2 separate regions of the Gossypium hirsutum genome follow, and region 1 is linked to region 2. The links are chromatin contacts, called in public Hi-C maps. All regions are on one chromosome and are shown on one strand. Each heading gives the region's core, a stretch centred on a gene start, on an enhancer-like site or on the middle of the called end of the contact. The rest is flanking DNA. Distances are from core to core; before and after follow the strand shown. Region 1 holds the start of LOC107930097. Region 2 holds the start of LOC107930112 (phytochrome-interacting ankyrin-repeat protein 1).

What was found. Hi-C and Micro-C count contacts between places; a contact is called where the count stands out from the background.
Region 1: a Hi-C map of leaf shows a contact between it and region 2, with 2.0 times the contacts expected there. The contact joins the promoter of LOC107930097 here to the promoter of LOC107930112 in region 2. A contact is called at or near these places in 2 of 34 Hi-C or Micro-C datasets (both in leaf).

Annotation. Positions count from the first base shown.
Region 1 is chrA08:109,361,666-109,369,040 of Gossypium_hirsutum_v2.1, reverse strand. LOC107930097 reads left to right here and starts at 2,704. Exons shown (of 5, transcript XM_016861659.2): 1 at 2,704-3,875; 2 at 4,170-4,367; 3 at 4,450-4,601; 4 at 6,149-6,259; 5 at 6,650-7,375. The coding sequence starts at 3,054. The coding sequence ends at 6,710. It overlaps LOC107930096 (rop guanine nucleotide exchange factor 14), which reads left to right. Exons shown (of 8, transcript XM_041074382.1): 3 at 1-205; 4 at 574-728; 5 at 815-889; 6 at 981-1,250; 7 at 1,536-1,880; 8 at 2,004-2,461. The coding sequence ends at 2,345. It overlaps LOC107930099, which reads right to left. Exons shown (of 7, transcript XR_005899430.1): 7 at 7,229-7,375.
Region 2 is chrA08:108,882,679-108,889,891 of Gossypium_hirsutum_v2.1, reverse strand. It overlaps LOC107930112 (phytochrome-interacting ankyrin-repeat protein 1), which reads right to left and starts at 4,495. Exons shown (of 3, transcript XM_016861683.2): 1 at 3,744-4,495; 2 at 2,961-3,132; 3 at 1,873-2,349. The coding sequence starts at 3,869. The coding sequence ends at 2,132.

The sequences.
Region 1 (7,375 bases), core at 1,455-3,954, 480 kb before region 2:
GAACAGGGTTCAGATGAATGGGAGCTCTCTGAAAGCCCCAAGCATTTTTATGTCAAAGAGAAGCCTGCTTATTCCTTTCAATCTTCAGACGTTGAGACAATGAAAGAAAATTTTGCTAAGCTTCTACTGGGGGAAGATATTACCGGTGGACGGAAGGGTGTCTCCACAGCTTTAGCTTTGTCAAATGCCATCACAAATCTTGCAGGTGAGTTTGTTTCAAGATCCTTATGTGTGTGTATGGCTTGTTTATTCGGGATTCTCCTGTCGCAACTGTTGCACAACATTCTACTGTTAAAATGGTTTGCAAGATAAACATGTATAATCAGAAACTTTTATTCTGGATTAGAACTTGGTAAAACATGTTTAAATAAGAAAATCATAGCATTTCATGTTGTACTTTATTCATTCTGTCTTCCATCAATGGGAAGCATGCATGATGAGGAAGAGCCACAACTTGCAAAGCACAAAAAAAGCATGTACATTTCACGAAGTTCATTGTGTTCTCATGATATCATAGGATTGTCTTCTTTCATTAGTCTTCAACTTATAATTTATGCAAATTTGAATGTGCAGCATCAATTTTTGGGGAGTTGTGGAAATTGGAGCCACTAGCTGAAGAAAGGAAAAATAAATGGCGAAGAGAAATGGACTGGTTACTCTCTCCTACCAACTATATGGTGGAGTTAGTGCCTGCTAAGCAAAATGGTGCAAATGGCAGGACTATGGAGGTACTCTTGCGTTGTTGGGTCCCTATTAAATTAACAATGACCATTTTGCAATGTCATGAGATTTATGTCAATTCTATTTTGGGCAGATAATGACACCAAAAGCCCGTGCGGACATTCACATGAATCTCCCAGCACTTCAGAAGTTGGACTCTATGCTTATTGTAGGCAATCTCTTTACTCTTCCTAATAACTTGTATACTCTAATGAACACATCGCCCACATTTACCATATTAAATTTTGTAAAATTGTCAGGAAACTCTGGAGTCAATGGTGAATGCTCAGTTTTATTATGCAGAAGTTGGAAGCCGGGCAGAAGGAAGAAACAAGAGTGCTAGGGAGAGCAAGAGGTGGTGGCTTCCATTGCCACAAGTACCAAAAACTGGGCTCTCAGATACCGAAAGGCAGAAGTTGCAATGTAAAGGCAAGGTGGTATATCAAGTATTCAAGGCTGCAGCATCGATTAATGAAAATGTTTTGCTTGAAATACCTCTTCCATCCATTATTAGGGATGCTCTTCCCAAGGTGAGCAAGCTCACTGCCTCCAGGGCATTGGACTTTAAATATTGGACCCTTTAATAGTTTTTATGATGATATGTATTTTAGTACTAAAATGTTACTCTACATGTTTAAAAAGGAAATATAGAAATGGAATCTGGATATTTTAGTTGGAACCAGCTGACGTTAATCTACTTTAAAATCTTATAGTATCTGATAAATTTGAATGATGAGAGTAAATTCCGGGTTAAAGTTTTACAAGATGTTTGTATTGCATTTATGGCAACTCAATCTCTTTCCTTATGTTTACAGTCTGGGAAGGCAAGCCTTGGTGACGACCTGTACAAGGTTTTGACTCTGGAGTCCAGCTCGGTTGATGAAATGTTCATTTCGCTAAATTTAAAGTCTGAAAACAATGCTCTCGAGGTCATTAATAGGTTGGAAGCTGCTGTATTTGCATGGAAAGGGAGACTTACAGAACAAGCTAGTGGTAAATCGCCAGTGCGAAAATCATGGTCTTTTATTAATCCTATATCTGAAATGGATAAGATGGAGCTCCTAGTGGACCGTGCTGAAGCACTTTTACGTCAGATAAAGAGTGCATACCCAAACCTTCCTCAAACATTTCTTGATGCTTCAAAAATTCAATATGGCAAGGTAAGTAGTTGGTGTTTAAAGTGAAGCTTATTTTATTCTGCATTGTATCTTTCACTATTGAATCAATATTATATTGTAGTATATTAATAATGGCGATGAATTACACTTTGAATTGGTGCACAGGATGTTGGACATTCCATTCTGGAAGCATATTCACGAGTCCTAAAGAACTTGGCTTTCAGCATAATGTGCAGGATGGGAGAAATTCTACAAGAAGATAGTTTGTGTAACCCAAATTCAGGGGTGGCAACATGGTGCTTTCCTGGAATAAATGTGGGAAATCCAAGGCACTCTCACTCACTCAGTGATGTTATGAACAAAGTAGAGGGGAAGTACTGCGAATCCGATACGGACGTGGAGTTGTACAGTGATGCAAGTATAAATGCAACACCAAGTACAAGTAGGAGCCGTCGAGTTTGGTGTATTGGGAAAGAGGCATGTAGTAGTATAGGAGTGTCTCCTTGATAATAAAAAAAAATAAACAAGATGATGGAAGTTTGATTTTCAACACTGCTTTTGTATATCATTATTAAGCTTAATTAATTAATAATATCCATAAAAGAATCATATACTTGATAGTATCACCGGTAACTTACATATGGATTCCAAATGTGTCTACTGTTTATATCAACTTATTGGGTCTGTTTAGGCCCAATTAATTCAATATTGGATGGATTGGGCCCGTTTTATATTTTTAATATGGTAATGATTGGAATTTCACCAGTATTGGTCCTAGAAAGAGTAAGTGAACCGGACCTGGTGTGGAGCAGTTGTATTGTTGGTACACTAAAGTCATCCGTGGTCTGAGGCTGTTGCTTGTGGATCCGCAATCCACATGCGCCTGTGCAAAGCAGAGCAGAGATGGGATTTAAAATTAATAATAAAAAGAAAAAGGGAATAAAAACGAAAATAAGCCCCAAGAAGAGGCAGAGGAGGCGGCATTAATCAAAAAAGGCATTTTCACCTCAAAGAAACACTGTTTTCAAGACGTAACCATCGTTGAGATCTGAAGACATGAGTTAGTAATACATCACTTTTAATCACTCCGCCCCCTAAATAATAAGGTTGGAGTGCCTTCCAAGCACAACTTCCAAATGCCAATTACGTCATCGGCGCTGGTTTTCCCTTTTTTTCTTGTTGGGTTCAGGGTGAAACTTAAGTGAAACCACTCAGATGGGATCTGGTGGGAGCAAGGGTTGTTGTAGAGTAGGAGTAGGCGGAAGAGACACTGCACCTGCTGCTTCCTCGTCTAACAGCGGTTGGCGGAGGGGAAGATCCAAGGGTAAGAATAGAGTTTTCCGGTCCTCTTGTCTGGGAGCGTTATCTAGATCTGCTTCTCCTAAACCCCACTTTGATCACCGGAAACAACCTGCGTCGGAATCGGATCTGGTGAAAAGAGAAAGTAACAGAAAGGTTGAAGGCGAAGCGGCATCTAATGATGAAATGCAATTGCCATTGCCAACCCCATGCATATCTTCCGGTGGTAGCACCTCTGGTGCAGCTGTGACAGCTGCTCGTCGCTCTCCTTCTCGCTGCCTCTCCGGCATTAGCTTCCTTCCTGGTAATTTGAGCTTCCGGTTCAGCAGAGCTAATAGTATGCGGTCCTCCGCGGAGATGTTGAACCCTGATGACGATTCTGAGACACTTGAACCTCAACAACCTCCCCGCAATTCTTGTTCTCCGATTATCTTCAATGATTCAGATGGAAGTGGAGAGACTCTCGAAAGCAACGCTCGTTTTAGCAGAGCCTTAAGTGTTGGAAGGCTTCGTGATCGTGTTCTTGGTAGAGCTCCCACATTCTGCCCTTTGCAGCAGGACATACAAATTACTCAGCAGCAATTAGCTACCTCTCCATCCACCACTGCTTCCACTCATGATTCCTCCGTTATTTCCCACGATGAAATTGAAACTTCTCGATCCAGAGAAGCCCGGTATCATGATTTGCTTCACCATAGATCCAATTTCCTTGAAAGGCGGAGAAGAATACGATCTCAGGTTTATAATCTTGTTGCACCCATCGCCTTATTCTCCACGCTTATTAATTTAATTTAATGACTGGTGGTTACTGAACAACGTTGATAGTAACTCTACTTTTTTCATTAACAATTAGAATCAGAACAAATATTTAGGTTTAGGACTGTTCTAATGCTTTATTTCTATATTTATGCCTGCTTCTTCTTTAGGTTTGGCCTGCATGTATTACTTTCTGCTATAGGTTCTTTGAAAGTTATCCATCTGAGCGAATGCAGGTTATTGTCTGTTTAGTTACTGACCTATGAGTTGCTCCAGGTTCGAGCTCTTCAACGGCTAGGAAGCCGTTTTGAGAACTTTTCAGGGCATGAAAGATCCTGCATTTTATCTGGCCAACATAGAAGTGGTCGATGCACATGTCGTGTAAATAATCGAGATTCTAGTTCAAATGATGACACCACTGGTGCTAGGTCTAGTGTATCCAGAATCGTTATGTTAGCTGAGGCTTTATTTGAGGTGATTTTTATTTGTTGTTATTATTTCCTTCTCTGGGTGATTGTCCTTTCTCTTGGAGTAACATTTTACATGTTTGAACTAGGTCCTGGATGAAATTCACCAGCAGTCTATGGTTTTATCTTCGCGACCGTCCGTGTCTCCAATTGGTTCTGTTCCTGCACCTAACGAAGTTGTGGAATCACTTCCTGTGAAAGTGTACAAGTCACCTAAACTTAAGAATGATGAGGCTGTGCAGTAAGTATTTACTTTCCTCTGCTATCCATTAGATGCTAAACCGTTAACTAAGCTGTATTTTCCATTTGATTAACTTTTTTGGCATTACCTTTGACAAATTATTAGTTTTCAAGTGTTTCTGTTATCTGAGTGAATCTAAAATCATGTCGGGGAGATATTATATATTCAGGAAAAGTTAATCAAACACTACATACCAATTAGCTCAGGCTAGTTCAGGTAGAGTATTTAATTGATCTCTTTAAATTTTCATCTATAATATTAGATATCTTGCTTCTACTAAAATAGTGCTCTAGGAGTAAGATAGGTATTGCTGTTAAAAAAATGTGTTTTATCAATTTGTATGAAAATTATTGACTACATGCCAGCACTAGGTGTGAACATGGATGGGAAAAAGTTGTGAGCATAATGTGCCAAAGTAACATTCAAGCCCGATATTTAGATTTGACTGAAAAATGCAGAGTATGCTGGAGATAAATTATGTCTGAGGTATAACTATATTAAACATGACCATAATGGATCAGCAAGGAATGTATATTGGTTAGCATCTTAGATCTGACCAAGTTTGAAACACGCATAAGGTCAGATGAAACATAATCTCTTGTACAGAGAAGTAGTACAATGGTGAACCTTGTAGATCTTTGAAAAGATAATGGGATAGTTTAACTTGTACCTTTACTACAAATTAAGATAATGAGAGTATGTGACCATGTAAGTGATATGCTAACTGAAATGTTCCCTGTTTGGGATAATTTAGGGCAATGGCTCAAAATCAATATTCGACCAGCTAAATTAAATATAGTAAGCCCTGAAAGAATGGTTGCTAATTCCTTATGATGGAGGCAATAAATACATCTCTCTTTGGATGCTAAGTTATTAAGCATGCTTCAAGTTATATTCTCAAATAGGTTCAGATTACTTGGTTTCTAGAACTCTTAATGAGCTTGCTTGAACAGGGTCTAAGTTTTTAAGCCCACTTCCTAGTTATATTCACAAATAGATCCGTGTAATGACTATGAGGGAAGGGAAGTCTGTTTCTTTTTTCTTCAAAACACTTGCTACCTAACCATGGGGTGAAGTGTCACTTTTTCCAATGTGTTTAAGCCGTTCATGCATGCCCTCCCTTGCACTCAAGCAATGCTTGACTGAGAAGGTGGAATACATAGTATCATTTGAGATGAGTTCAATACACAATTTTCCAGCATATATGATGAGACACCAATTTGACTTTAATAGACTAGGTTTTAGTAGCTGTGTAAACGTGGTCTTGGATTATTTTAAGTGCGAAAATTTACTTGGCATAATATGTATAAAATATAAATAACATGGATAAAAGCATCTTGAATAAAAGCATCGAGATTCACTTGATAAAGTTATTCAGATTTATCATTTTGAACATTAATTCCACAATTGTCAGTCCTACTAAGTTACCTTGCTAGGGGTCAATGATTTTATTCGTCCTGAAACCCTTCCTTCTGCTTCTTAAAGTGGAATTTGACTGCAACCGGGCATTTTCTTGGTCCTAATTTTGTCCTCCATTTAAATAACAGATGTTACATATGTCTTGTGGAGTATGAGGAGGGGGATAGCATTCGGAGATTGCCTTGTAATCATGAATTTCATAGAACATGTATAGACAAGTGGCTCAAGGAGATTCACAGGTATAAGATGAATACATTCTATTGCAGTTATTTTTAATTCAGCATGATTTTGAAATATTTGATGTACGTTGTGTTATATAAAATAGACATGTCTTACCAAGGCCCTTTTGCTAAATGGTTTCTGTTCCCCTGAAGGAGAATATCATGGGTTGCATGCCATAGGTTTTAGAAGGGTGAAGTGGAACAGTTAGACCAGCCAGTCCTTTTTAGACTCATCTAATTGATATACCTCTTCAGAAATAGAAAGATGGATGTGTCCCCTACTTTTTGTTGCCATCTTGAGTGGTGGATTTCCTTTTTTTTTTTTTCTTAAAAAAGGAACACGTCGGGTGTTAGTGCTAATAAATTTGTCTGAAGTTATGGTTTCTTGGTTTTTTTTTTGCCTTGTAGGGTCTGCCCTCTTTGTCGTGGGGATATATGCGAACCTGATTTGATGCCTGGGGAGAAGTAGAGCTTCTGGTTTTTATAAGAGAGGAGCATTGGCAACTGACTTTGGTTACAAAAAGGAAAAAGAAAGAGAAGAGAAGTGATAATTATATACTATTATTATTGAGGATGAATGTGAAAGAGTTTGTTTAATATGCCATCTGTGATCAGGGTGATCACCTTTTGGCTGCACAATAAAATAATACAGGAATGGGTTGGGAGTAGTAAGGGGCTATTGAACTTTGTGATTTGCAGTGTAAGGCTGTGTGTAAGCCTTCTTGCCTTGGAGCCACAACTCAGCTCGAAGAAAGGAAGGAGAAGAAATTTGATTGTTCATCTTCAATGTTGTTACCAAAGAAATATTATTACCAACTCCCTCTCTCTACAGCCACTCCACTTAACAAATTTGATGCAGATGCAGATGGCACGTTGTCCTTCAAGATTGGGTTTGCCCAATTCATATATTAAGATTACCATATGGATGCCGCCCAATATCATACGACACAATCAGGCTACAATTAATGAATGTATCAAGCATTCGGATGATAAATGTGCCAAAACAATTAATAATAAAGGAAAAAGCTTGGTGATACCACCAGTTAATATCTTGGTCATACTAGAGAGTAATATAGATAGATAGAAAAGGTTAAGGTACTGCAAACTAGAATTCCATTATTCGTCACGACATTA
Region 2 (7,213 bases), core at 3,246-5,745:
TATGATTTTTTAATAAAAATTATTTCAAAGATAAAATGTGAATACCAATATAAAATTTTAACATGAATATTTAATGGCATAATTAATAATTTAATTTTAATATAAATATTCAATATGACTAAACAATTTAATAATATAAATAATATAAATAATATAAAATGTGAAATTTAATTTAATAATATAAATAGTAGATATAAATAAAATTATTACTATTTATGTTTAGTGATTTTTTTTGAATAATTTTGATTTTTTATTTGAGAGTAAAAGTGAGAAGTAAAAATTTAGGGGAAAAATAAAAAATTTTAGGGGATAAAAGTTTGAGGGAAAGTAAATAGGGGAGTAAAATTTTGGAGGGAAAATATTAAAAAAAATTGGGGGGATGGATTTGGGGAAGATGGGAGGTGAGATTGGAAGGAAGTAAAAGTTTTAGGGGGACAGTGGGAGGGAGTAAAAATTATGGGGGAAAATAAAAAATTTTGAGAAAAAGTAAATGGGAGAGTAAAATTTTGATGGGAAATGAATTTTGGGTAGATTGGGGGGTTGGAATAGAAAGGGAGTAAAAGTTTTGGGGAGAAAGTAGGAAGGAGTAAAAGTTTTAAGGAAAAAGTAAAAAGATTTGAGAGTTTAGGGGTAAAAATGTAAAATACTATAGTTTAATATTCGAATTATTCGAATTATTCGAGTTGTTCGAATTAAAAAACTCAACTCGATTCGAACTTGAAATTCGAAAAAAAAATTCGAGTTGACTCGAATAACTCGATTCGTTTAACTCAAAATTCAAATTTTTTTTTATTTTTTCGAGTCGAATCGAGTTTTGCTCACCCTACTTGTTATTACGATAAATTAAATATGAGATCAATCATGAAATTAAAAAAAAATCAAATTTTGATTTTTTTTTATTTTGAGAAAATGATTTTTTATAATTTTAATGCAAGCCATTAAACACCCATCAATGACCCATTAGTTTACATAATACAAAGTGAAGAAAGGAAGTAGGTTACATTGTTACCCTATATACTTGAATTAATTAATGAGCTCCATATTTTAAAAAAAATTCATGAGATTCAGACGGAGAGTATCACTTCAAATCTAGTTTTACTACTACTAGAACACGTATCTATCTTCGAAAACAAAATTAAATCATCATCAAGATCAAAGGCGATCTGCGAAGTCAGAGATAACAAAATGATTTTATAATTAAAAAGAAAAAAGAAAGAACCTTGCAGATAGGGCAGCTGACTTTGAGGGCTACAGCTCTGGCCTCCAGCTGAGAACCCTTTGGCTTTTGATTCTTCTCAGCGTTTCGCCTCTGCGCTTCGATCTTTTGTTTTCCTCGCGTCATCTCTTTCCTCGCTCCCTCCTTCGGCTTTTTCGCATCCAATACCCCGTTCCTCCTTCTCACATAAAAATAATATTATTATAGTGATTGGATGGAGGTATCCCAATCAGTGGCCGAAATCAGGACCCACCTTAGGCTAATTTTCTTTTGAACTTGGCCTGAGTCAGACTTGAGTTGGGCCTCTTGTAGATTATTGTTATGGAGACTCCATGCTCTTATTATGAAGATTAGATTTCAATTTTGTTTCCTAAAATTTAGTAAATGAAATTTTGAGCATTTTTATCACATAGCATACATTAACTTCAATACAAAGTTATAAATATTTTAAATTGTTAGAAACCAATTGATCCAACCATCCACCCACTTCAACCATTTTCAAATTTTCGATTAATTGAGTTGTATTTTGGGCTGTTTTTAATCCATACACAACGTCCTTTTTGTGCGTTTTTGTGTATGTCTGTTTGTAGTTTCACTCATTTAAAATTTTTGCCTAATAAGGGGAACCGAAGGTATAATAAAGCAGAGAGAGAGGAGAAAGAAAAACACAATATTTAAATTATTGCACATCATCAATCCTATCATATCACATGCATGTGATGTGATGAGATGAGAGTACTAATTTATTCCTAGCCGTCGGCGTCATGCCATCATATTCATATGCAAACAACAGTCTTCAAAATAAAATATATAGCAACGCACGTCACAAGCCCACTAGCGTTTATTAAAGAGAAAAAATGGAAGCACCAAACACGGGAGGAGGAACAAACAACAGCGGTTTGATATGATTGAATATCAATTTTCAGAGCTATAAGATGTCTCCCCTGCTGAAGAAGAGCCATCTCTTTGAAGACGCTTCATCTCCTCATATGCCCATTCAAGGCCAGGGCAGTAATGGAGCGGTGGATTAAATCTGCAATCATTGATGTCATCTGGCAAAAATGCCCCATTCTCTATCAGGAACTTCACTGCTTCCCTCTTTCGTTCTTTAGCAGCTGTGTGAAGTGGCGTCCCTGAGTGAAATCACACATTAAACAAGAGGCAATAAAGTCAGTAGCCTTTCTTACATCTAGATGCATCCTTTTATATCAAATCCTGAAGTTCTAAATAAATTCACCAATCAGGTTTAGCCCCGCCAAGCTATCTGTACTGTGTACACTGCTAGTAGAAAATAGATCACAGTTTACTTGAAACGAAGAGAGTAAATAGCAGGAACAACTGCAAACAAGTACAAACTTGTGACACAAAAACAATAGAACCGCAATGTTGGGCATAGGCCGAAACCTGATGATGCCATTGTGTTCTTTCTTTTTGGGTAGTTGCTACTTGCTAGTTACTACAATATAAAGTTTATTGCTTTACAATGTTTGATGAGCGTGGAAGCTTAAACTGAAAAATATTTTAATAAGAAATATAAAGCTAAACTAAAGTCGAACAATATATATATCAAATTAACAAAGTTCAAATGTGGAAAACAAATGATGGTTGGCATGGCCCAGATTAACTTGTAGTTTTTGAATTAATGGAATTACCAGGTCATAGAGTTGCCAACAAACACAAATTTTTGCTTCAATTATATAATCCACAAAAGTTGGAACAGAAAAATGTGAGATAAGATACTTACACCCACAAGCACCTTTAGTTCTTGCATCAATATTAGCACCACGTTCAAGCAGTTCATCCATAACTTCAAGGTGGCCACCCTCAGCAGCAAGATGGAGTGGGGTGACACCTTGGGATTTGGGGCCCCATGCAGCCACATTTACATCCACACCTTCGTTGAGCAGTTGCTTGACCTGTTTCAAGGAATTTTAGCTCAGCAGTCCATGGCCAAGAGAAGTTATAGCAGTGAATCGTTTGACAAATAAACACAAATAATATACCAAAAAATACCAGTCACAACAAGCTCAAAAGGATTTGGGTCTTACATATGGAACCATTCATACATGTACTGATAAACATAAGGATTTATTTTATATGTATCTGTCTATAATCATTTGGTTAAACTTATTTTTATTTGACCAAGATAAAGAAAAATTATCATGTTCGGCTCCTCCTGGGGATGGAATGCTTCTAAAAAAAATCAGCAAGTAAAACTTGTTAAGAGATTCCCCAAGGGAATTTGGGGAATCCGAAAAGGAAAAAAAATCACGGAAAAGTAATTGGAAGCTATTCCTCCCTGTATATAAATCCAGGTAAAAGAACATTTTCCAGTAAATGTAATAATCTAACATTAGCGTTGGTTTCTTATATTGGTTTAAAGTATTAGAACTATTGAGTAACTTAAGGATCCATCATCAATAGGTGGATATCATATCCGGCAACAATTATCATGAATTCATAAAATTCAAGGGTACTACCAATAAAAGAAAGAGCAGTAAAAACGGTAAATAAGAAAGAAAGAAACCTGAATGAGGTCACCTTTACGGGCTCCGATGTGGAGCATTGTCCAACCTCTATCATCCCTATCAATCCCACACCTAAACGAGCGCCTTCTTGACAAATTTCTCCGCAAAGACTGTCCTTGGGTCATATTCTTCGAAGCAATAACAAAAACCAACCAATACCGTTGCAGATATATAGACTTTTTTCCTTTAACCCGGAAAAAGTAAAGAGAACCCCAGACCAAGATTTGATTGATTAGGCGAAGAAACGCATGATATTTTTGTAAAAACGTGAAATTTTCACAAAGAGTTAGATCCCTTTCTTTTTATTCTTGGAAAACAAACAATCCCCTCGAAAGCTTAAGATGAAGAGAAAAATGATTACATGATAGAGATGAAAACAAGGAGAAGAGGGAAACAGATTAGCGAGAAGCAGAGGAATGATGAGCGACGCAGAAAGGGGAAAAAGGATTCAAGCCAGGACCGAACACACGCAGGTTTTGGAATATCACGTTGCAAGTCATCAACGAAGAAGGCAATAAAAACATAATTGATGAAATTGATTTTGAATAATATTTACAGCAAAAACAGAGGAATTGCCCAAATCATAGATCGATTCGGAGTGGGAGAATATTAAAATTTTATGAAATCGGGAAGAGGAGTAATCAAAAGAAAACCCTAAATAAAGAGGAAAACATTAAGAGAAATGAGAGGAAAGGAGAGAGCTACCACAAAGAGGATATTATGACGCCCCGACCTTACCCAATACTAGGCTTGTGAGATTTAAGACCTAAATATCTTTGTGGCATTCGCCAACTTTGGTTCTCTTGGCGATGGGCTAACGGGCCATCACTAATACTGTACCTAGCAACCCATCCAGCCCAGCCCACCACAACACAATGTTTCCCCCTCTTTTAATAAATCAATATATAATAAAATTTCGGGATAAACTCTAAAAATAGTCACCAACTATATCATGTTTCTATTTTCGTCATCAAGGTTTAAAATTTTCTATTTTAGTCTTAATATTATCAAATTTTAATATTTTGTTCAATCCTACGTTAAATTTTTAACAATGACATTTTTTTATTGGCATAACAATTAATAACAAAAAAAAATACAACAAATTTAGCGCTCAACTTTATACATTTTGTCAATTTAGTCTTAATTCTTAAAAAAATATAAATTTAGAAAAAATTAAAGAAATAAAAAATTTAAAATTTCATTTTTCAATAAAAATACATAATAGTTTTATAAAAATATATAAAAAAATTATTAAAAAATATTTATAAATAAATGGATATCTTTCTTTTTCCATTTCTTAACATGAATTTTATTTATTATAATGATAATTTTATAAATAAAATAATAATCTTACACACAAAAAAAAGGGGAAAACCCATAAAAAAGAATTATGCAAATTCAAAATTTTCCCTTTTTTTAATATTAACAATCCCAGTTGAGTTAAAAATTATAGTGTGAGATAAAAAATGGTGAGAACCAATGTCTTTAGGTTGTCGCCCAAAATGGATTTGTTGCATTTGAGGCTCTATTTAAGGTGGGCATGACTGGGGATATATAGTGAGGATAAGGTCTTAGAGACCTAGTAGGTGGAATTTAAAAGGCCATGTCAATATCTCAATAACTAATTTCTAGTTCGATGGTATAATGATGGAAGATGTGGACATCAAGGAGTTCAAAGTAAATATTATTAATACTGGTGGTTGTGGGTAAAGACGGTGCCTAGCACAGGACAAATTTGAGAAAGACTAAGGACTAATGTTAGTCGTATAATAAAAATTACTATTTATAAAATAAACTTCAAAAAAAAAAGGAAAACCTTGAATCTGATTTAAGTATTATTTGTAGGTTTTTTAAAATATTTTATTTATGAAAATATTATTTTAATAAATAAATTTCATGTCAAAAATAGAGAAAAATGGGTATTCATTTATTATAATGTTGTATGTATTTTTATAAAATCTTATGTATTTTATCATAAATGATTTTTTAAATGATTTTTTTTATTTTTTATAAAGTGGACAAAATAGAAACATGCTAATAGTTGACTAACTATTTTTATAGTTTACCCTAAAATTTAGGTATAACATCAAATTTAACCTTCAATGTTTGCATCTTTTGTCAATTTGGCCCTTTCTATTTTTTTTGACTAAATATGGTCCTAAATATTTTTAAAAGAGTCGAGTTTAACCATTAAGCTTTAAAAAGGAATCGAGTTTTTATTTTTTTAAACGAAAATACCGACTAAAACATTGAATTTTCAAACATGGCAACCCTTATGGCAATCCACATGTTCCTAATTTATTTGATTTTTTTATAAAATTTTTATATTTTTTAATTTCTAATGTTTTTGTGAACATGACATTTAAAACAAATAGTATCATGTCAATGTTAAATACACATGGACTGCCATGCAATTGTCATGCCAAAATTGTTAAAATATCAATATTTTAGCCAATATTTATGTTAAAAAAAGCGTTTTGACTCCTTTTGAAATGTTAAAAACCAAATTTAGCTTAAAAAAATAAGACTCAAATTGAAAGAAAATGTAAACATTGAGGGCTAAATTTGACGTTATGCCTAAAATTTATTTTAAAAGTATATAATATTCATAAATGAAATTTGATAAATTGTATTTGATAATAATTTTAATATATACATTAGAATATATTAAGGGAATGTTTGGACAACACAAGGTAATTGAGTGAAAGTGTAATTGGTCTTATAATTACAAAGAATTATAATTCTCTAGATGTGTTTAGTTGAAAAAGTGTAATTACATCGTAATTCTCTATGTCATATTTGGTAGCACAAATTGTAATTACATAGTTGTATATTTTATATTTAAAAAATATATTAATTACTATAAAAAATTATTAGTATGATAAAAAAATTTCTAAACGAGTAACAAAAATTAAAATCAAATCATTATATGTATTATGTTAGTCTAAAAACGTAATTGATAATACGATTAAACATCATATGCAATTTTATCTAATTGTTCTAGTTCACATTTGTTGAGTTATTTCTTCTTAAATATCTAACATATAGTCATTATCATCTTTTGTTAACCATTGATTGAGTTCATTGTCATCGTCATTTGAATTTGAATATGCATTATTAAGATTATCAACATCTCTTCCATGTACTATACGAAGTATGGACCCTCACAATTTTTGTTATGTTAATACAATATAATAATATTTATTTATGCTATACTAAGGGGGAAATTTACATAAATAATATTAAAATAATAATTCATTACCCAAATAATATAGGCCTACTTTTATTTACCCAAATGATATACTTTGAGTAGTAAAAAAAAATTGGGTTTCCAAATGTCCAAATCAGCAAAATTGGTGCCGATTTGGGCGTTAGGAAATAAAAGAAAAATCATATTAAAAAAGTAAAAGTTTTAAAAATAGAAAAATAAAAGCTCTTTAAAATTATAAAAATAAAAAAATCTTTAAAA